Regions from separate parts of the Mus musculus genome. Here region 1 is linked to region 2. Evidence: chromatin contacts called from public HiChIP or PLAC-seq data. All regions are on one chromosome and are shown on one strand. Each heading gives the region's core, a stretch centred on a gene start, on an enhancer-like site or on the middle of the called end of the contact. The rest is flanking DNA. Distances are from core to core; before and after follow the strand shown.

Region 1 (3,530 bases), core at 125-2,624, 310 kb before region 2:
GCTGAGATCTGCCTCAGATACCCCTATACTTGTAAATGGTATGGCACCATGCCCCTAGTCTGTGTCTCTACTTCGTTAATTTATGACTTAAGTGTGCCACCTTTGTAATGTCTTTGTTTCAGAAGACTCAGTTGTCATATAGAAATGTGATTCTGTATCTGCTTTTACTAAGGCACTCATAACTAACATTTTGGGTGGTAGCGGTAACAATGTTATCAAATTAGATGTGTTGGAATTGCTTTGCTTCCTGGTGGTGGCTGTAATTACTGCAATCCAGCTGAGATGAAGTATGTTGATCTGCTGTCAGATTTCAACAGAAAACAGCATTTGCTTTAATTAGTTTTGCTCTGTTATTTTTAATCATGGAGATTCAGCAACAATGACATTTGTGACTGTGGGATTGAATTCTACCTCTTATAATTGACAGGCTGGGATCTTCAGCCTGTATGCTTGTGAAGAAGGCTTTGCTACTGGTGGGCGAGATGGTTGCATACGATTATGGGACACTGATTTCAAACCAATAACCAAAATTGATCTCAGGGAGACGGAACAAGGATATAAAGGTAAAATGTGTGTTAGTACTTACCATGTGCTCTAAGAAGGTTATGTACAATGTCAAGTTGTGTGTTTCTGTTTAAGAGAAAGAAGTAAATATAAGGGCTAGAGAGACAGCTCAGCTATTAGGAGCATTCACAGAAGATCTGGATACAGTTCACACCACCCACAGGGCGCCTCATGAGTGCCTGTAATTCCAGTTCCAGGGACCTTGTGTCTCCTTCTTGCTTCTGTGTATATTAGGTATACACATAGTACACACACATGCATGAGACATATCACTTATAAAGTGAAAGTTTTTTAAAGAATTAATTATGTAAATTTTATATTCTACCTGACAGTATTTGCTTTGTTCTATGAAGACTTTAAGGGTTTACATAAAAATATTGAATACAAGCTCCAAAGTATGTTGAAAATGAGTAGATAGCTTTTCCCCTGCTTGGCATAAAGCTACAGTGATCCTGTAGCAAAGACAGATGATAACATTACAGTGAAAAAGCTGAACGGTTTCCCAGAATATGGGATTATTTTCAGTGATGAAATGAAGAATTTCTGGACAAGACAGTCAATAAATGTGACAGTGTGTAGCCTCTGAAAATAAACCTGTGTCCACTTGTAGCACTGAAGTGGCTAGGGTAGACATCAGAGAGCAGAGAGAAGAAAACATGTACCGTATGTCCTCAGGCTATCTTCCCTAAGCAGTGTTGTTTCCAATCAAATTTTATTTTTAAATTTAGCAACAGAGCAATGAGCTGGATGTTGTGATTCATCTTATACCACAAGCTACCTTCTTCCTTCTGCCATTCACATAGTGACTCATGTCACACCACAGGCTACATCCTTCCTTCTGCCATTCACTATAAAAAATGCCTCACAGCTCTTCTGGAGACTGCACTGATTCTATCTTAGGGAGTTGTGGATACCTAACACCGGGCTTCTTAGAAAGTTGTAGAATTTGGTTCCTACTTTACTCTGTCAATTAGGACAAAGTCAAGGTCCTTAAATTCTCTATAATATCATGTGGTTTTAAGCAGCTTTATTCAGAAGAATATATAAATATGTAGAAGCAAGTTAGTTTTCTAAGAGTCACATTTTAAAAAAAGCAAAATCTTTCAACCAAATAACTCCAGACACCCACCCTCTTGAGTGTTTGCAGAGTGAGGGTAAGCAAGGCTAGAAGGAGGGTGTGGAGGAGCAGAACAGACAGGAGGAGACAGAGGGGACAGCAGATCCTTACACACTGTCCCACACGCAGAGAGATCTTAACCTTCTGCTCTGCCTACTCCCTGCTTCAAACATGGAAGTAAAGCACATTTGAGAGGAACAGATTCAGGCAAAACAGTATCAGGATTGCCTTGGTCTCAATGTGAATGTAAAACTATAGGAGTGACTTTATCTTCAGATGGACTTTTGATATGCATGAATTCCCTCCCCCCCTTTTTGCTGTTGGGTGACAATGACTGTTGACCTCATTTGCATGGAAACTATGTTTTGTGGTTCTTTTCTGGGGTTTTGATTTTATTTTCCATTTTATTAAAAAGACTTTCTAAACATTCAGCAAGAACATTTTAAAGGTCATGTTCTAATTCTATAACACCATACTTGCTACTTTTGAAAGACCCCCGAAGAGGGGAGAACCTCACTCAAGTCTCAGGATGACGCGACCCCCCCAAGAAGGATGGTCTCACAAGAGACCGTCCTTGCTGCAATTGCACAAGGTTTATTGACAGGAACCAGCCCACTGGGGTCAACTCGTATCCCACGCAGGGGTAGAGGAGTTCGACCCTGAGTAGCTGGGAAAGGGGATATTTAAAGGAAAGAAACACAACCCAAGGGGGAAGGGAGGGTATTATTGGAAAATGCGGAAAATACGAGTGAAGAATCACAAGCGGGTACTAAAAATCACAAGGGGAAACTCCCTGCTTCTCAAGATTGTTCTCAAGACTTTAATCTAACTTTTGTGGTCGGCCAGGTCCTGGAACAAGGTCACTGAACTGGATAACCTACATTCTTGGTGCTAGGGGGTCTGAATTTTTCCTGGTCTTTCACTTTGTGTCTAAAGTTTGAAGATATTAATCAGGAGCAGTGAGATAGCTCAACCTTAAAAAGTACTTGATGCCAATCCTGATGACCTGAGTTCAATCCCTGAAACTCACATGATAGGAAGAAAAAACTGATTACTGTAAGTTGACATCTGACCCTCATATGCATTCTACATATGCATTTATGCATGTGCATGTATGTATATGCACACACACACACAAATAACTAACTAAATGTCTGTATCCACCAGCAGCCATGAAGAACTGGGTTCCTGAAAGGAAAGCTGGGGATATATGGGAAGGACAGACAGGAGAGGAATGCGACCAAGACAGTGTTTCTGATCAAGGCCTAATGTTTTAATTCTTCAGTCTGAGTATAAAGGGGGGAACCCATTCCCCACTTGGCTAGAATCTCATCACTTTGCCAGGATCTCTCTGGAAGACAAGCTCAGCTTCTCAGCAGGTAGTGACTTCTTGCAGGAAGCTGCAGAATTGGCAGGACAATAGACTTCACCTAGGTCTGAAGACTCCACCCTAGGTGGGCTAGCTGACTGTGGGAAAACAAGGTCTGATTTAGCCCACCCACACAAGGCTGGGGAAGGGCACAGTTTCTTCCTTTTTATTTATTAAAAATTAGCTGAACTGGGGCATAAGATTTACTTATGCTCCATGGTCCTGCCTGGGAATTATGGAGGCTGGCTGCAGTGCCTGGCTTGGGTTGTCTCTAACTCTCTCTTACCCATCCCAGAGGACACATGAAGCTTGCTTGTGTTTATTTACACAAACACAGCCTTTTAGTGTTTATTATGAACAAACACAGCCTCTTGGCACATGCCTCTGTCTTAGATTGATAAGAGTCATAGAACATCAGTGGCCTGTCTCTGACTGCCGGCCCTCATAGCACACCTTTTTCCCATTCAGACCAAAGCCACA
Region 2 (3,284 bases), core at 170-2,669:
AATTCAACAGTCACAAATATCCTTTTTCTTGAGAAATATGGCTTAAAATGTCTGTTTTGGTCTGTTTTACAATTTCTTCATTTATTTATTTTTTATATTTACTAATTTGTTAGTTTTTTTGTAACTTCTTAGACTAAACAAATAGCCTAAAAATGGAGATTGGCTTATGCCTGTGGAATGGGGCTGTTAGGCCAGCAGTTCCATAAGCTCACCCTGTTGAGATTCTTGTTAAGATATCAGGCCTTTGAACTAGGGCTAGTCAACTGTATCAGGCCATTGAACTAGGATCAGTCACCTATATAAGGCCATTGAACTAGGGCCAGTCAAGTGTTTACAGTTCTCTCAAATAACATCCCATTACAAGGTAGGTATTCAAAATTCTGAAATGAGAATTACTAATACTTCATTTATAATTGTTATAGTACATATATGTACTATATGTATATTAGTATATATAAAAATTTAGTTATTTTTTAAAATTCTTTATGTAGTATGGTCTATCATATGAAATAAATTTGTCTTTAATGCTACATGATTCTAGCAATAGCCACATATTAAATGTTTCCTTTGAGAAAATGCATAATATGTATCATGAAATTCAAATAACTCTGTCTTATTTTCATGAAATTTACAAAATAAATCTCCTATCAGTGTGTATAAAAGTATTTTATAAGCTAAGTTTCAAACAATGCCAGCTTCGATGAGTGATGTTAGAGTTAAAGTGTATTTAGTAACTAGGCTTTTTTACTTACCAGTGTTAATGTCCTTGGACTGTTGTATATGTTCCATAGCCTCATGAATCTGACCCTGTTTACACAGGCAAAGAAGAGCTTTCCTGTGCAGCCCACACTCATTGTAGATAATCTGAGCTAACGCCAAACATCTGGGCTTGTGGTATGTGTGCTGCTCTCCATAAGCAAATATAATATCGCCAGCCTTCTCAGAAAATGTCAGCCTGAAACAAGCAGATCATTACAGCATATGTCAGAGAACTGCTGATGAGTGGCTGAGACTGAAATGTCTGAAAATTCAAGACTATAAGTGGATTATAAATAACCTATAAAATTGTAAGTCAATAAACAATTGATAATGTGGTAGAAATTAAACACATCCGAGATTGGCCAAACCAAAACCAATTCTCCTTTAGGGAAATAATTTTGGGAAAATTGAGATCAAATGTCTTAATGTCTATAAGCAAGACACTCTCCTGCAAGACTGACAGATCTCAAACTGCCAGGTAAGCCAGGTCCGCATGCAACTGAGGATCTCAGTGTTCTCATAGAGTCTGCCTAGATTCTGCAGAATATAACAAACGTTGTGGGAACAGACGTTGGCAAACGCTAGTGGGAACAATCTTGGCTCATAATTAGACCCTGCAAGTATTCGCACTAAAAGGAAAACCACATTTCCCTGTAGAGGGCGGTTCTGAGGCTTTGATTTAGTCAGAAATCTGTGTGTGCTGACACTGAAGGTCCTTGCCCTCGATTGGTTTATGATCTATCAATAATGTTGCCAGTAGCCAAGGGCTGAGCATGGGGTGGGTCACTGAGAGTTGCACAGGTAGGACACAGTGAGAATCAGCAGACTGGGGGAGACGAGAAGGGGACACAGTAGCAGAGGAGAAAAGCCAACCAGGATTGTGAAATTTTGGTTAAGTGGCCACTGGTCACTTCCTCAACTGGATCTAGGGTAGCAGGGGAAGATGTAGGAATGACCAGTCATTAAGTTAGCCAAGGCATTTTAATAATAACTGGCGTGTGTGTGTTCTATTCTCAGATCCAAGATAGCTCCTGGGCTGCTGTGCACATCTGACCAGCTGGAACACAAAGCAGTGTAAAAAACCTCCTGTTTTATCTCATCATCATATACTTTGTTTTCACGAAGTTCTCCTGTGTGCTTCCTCCATGCCAGTGCCCAGCTCTAAGTGTTAGAGCACCTATTAGTTTAAATCTGTTATAGATAATAAGAAGCAAAGTGTATCGAGGGTATACAGCTACCCACTAGGAGAAACTTAGGAATCAGTTCTTTCCAAACAGTTTAACTGAATCACCTCATTTGGTACAATATTTAAATGTACTTGTTTATACTCAACGACAGTGAATCAACCATCTATACTACTGCAGTAATGCTACTCAGAAATTTTCAGCATAAGCCAAAGGAAAATTGAGCATGATCAGAATAATCATGTCTAATTGATGCTTATATGGTAATTGTGCTTTAGTTATATTTTAAATTAATGGCTGCAAAATAGCAGGGCTCACATAATAGTGGTGTTTCTATACATCTAACAAAATGCTGCTAACATTAAAATTAAATTCTAATACCTCTACAAAATGTCTCAGAATTGGACATACAGTAAATATGAACTCTGTTTATTGGGGTTTAAAGTGGAGGGGCTCAAAATCAGAATGTTTAATTTTTTTTCTTTTTTTTATAAACCAACCAAGCTGGTAGACAAAAAGGCAGGGCCCTTCCCTCAAGGTGGAGCAGTTCCAAACATGGTTTGTCTGGGAAATGTGGCTAAGACTTTGCTATTTCCCTGCTTGGCTCTGGCCCTTCCCTGTATGGCTGCACTCAGATTACTAGGAAGCCCACGTGACCTTCCCCTCACATCCCATACCCCTTCTCAGGTTTGGGTTCTAGATTGGTGAGCCCTACACATATTAGCACAAATCTGCCAGTCTGTAGAAGAGCTGGCTTCAAGAAGTGACCAGCTGGCTTAAATGTTCCTCAGTATAACCATGGGGGGTGTTCCTTCTCCGTACGTATTACCTCCTGGGTTATAACACACATGCCACAGCCTGTTCAGAAGCAGGTTCCTTGCCTTTTCTCCCCCTAGAAGTGTGCTATCAACCAATCCTTCTGTGTCCATGTCACTCAACTTACATCTGCTGCTAGTTTGCCATATTTTATTTTGTAAACTTCAGTTAATTGACTTTTAGTCTGAGCTCTCAGTGACTGGGCCTTCTTAGATACTTTCTAATTAATTTCAACACAGAACTGAAGTAAATCCTAAAATACAATACTTATAACAAACCATTAGCCGAATGTAGTATCACAAGCGTATAATCCCAGCATGTAAGGGACTGAGGCAGAGGGACTAGATCTAGGCCACACAGAGAAACTCTAGCTCACAGACGACAACTATTACAACTCAGAGGGAAACAACCTTATTAACTACATGTTGAAATTAAGTTAGTAGCTTAGTTCGTAGCCTAATTTTACTTACTTTTCCTGGGTAACCCAGTGGGTGACTAAATCAAGCCGTTCCTCAGATAATCCAC

Evidence for each region. HiChIP or PLAC-seq counts read pairs in DNA pulled down with a chosen protein or histone mark.
Region 1: an H3K4me3 HiChIP or PLAC-seq map of bone marrow-derived macrophages shows a contact between it and region 2, with 5 times the contacts expected there. The contact joins two enhancer-like sites. A contact is called at or near these places in 3 of 15 datasets of contacts at CTCF or cohesin (the G1E-ER4 cell line, the NIH/3T3 cell line and pro-B cells), 42 of 484 Hi-C or Micro-C datasets (the AML12 cell line, B cells, the Ba/F3 cell line and 25 more) and 7 of 115 datasets of contacts at active chromatin or transcription factors (the NIH/3T3 cell line, astrocytes, bone marrow-derived dendritic cells and 3 more).

The regions. Positions count from the first base shown.
Region 1 is chr11:29,877,680-29,881,209 of GRCm38.p6, reverse strand. It overlaps Eml6 (echinoderm microtubule associated protein like 6), which reads left to right. Exons shown (of 42, transcript NM_146016.2): 7 at 428-563. Among named protein-coding and RNA genes, the nearest start is that of Gm22588, 30 kb to the right of the region's middle. Within about 2 kb of position 1,374, at least 55 of the 459 cell types and tissues checked have an H3K27ac peak or open chromatin away from gene starts, as enhancers often do. A contact at or near this core is called in bone marrow-derived macrophages, where this site is marked.
Region 2 is chr11:29,569,321-29,572,604 of GRCm38.p6, reverse strand. It overlaps Clhc1 (clathrin heavy chain linker domain containing 1), which reads right to left. Exons shown (of 12, transcript NM_028504.1): 9 at 3,230-3,284; 10 at 753-955. Among named protein-coding and RNA genes, the nearest start is that of Rps27a, 23 kb to the right of the region's middle. Within about 2 kb of position 1,419, at least 3 of the 459 cell types and tissues checked have an H3K27ac peak or open chromatin away from gene starts, as enhancers often do. A contact at or near this core is called in bone marrow-derived macrophages, where this site is marked.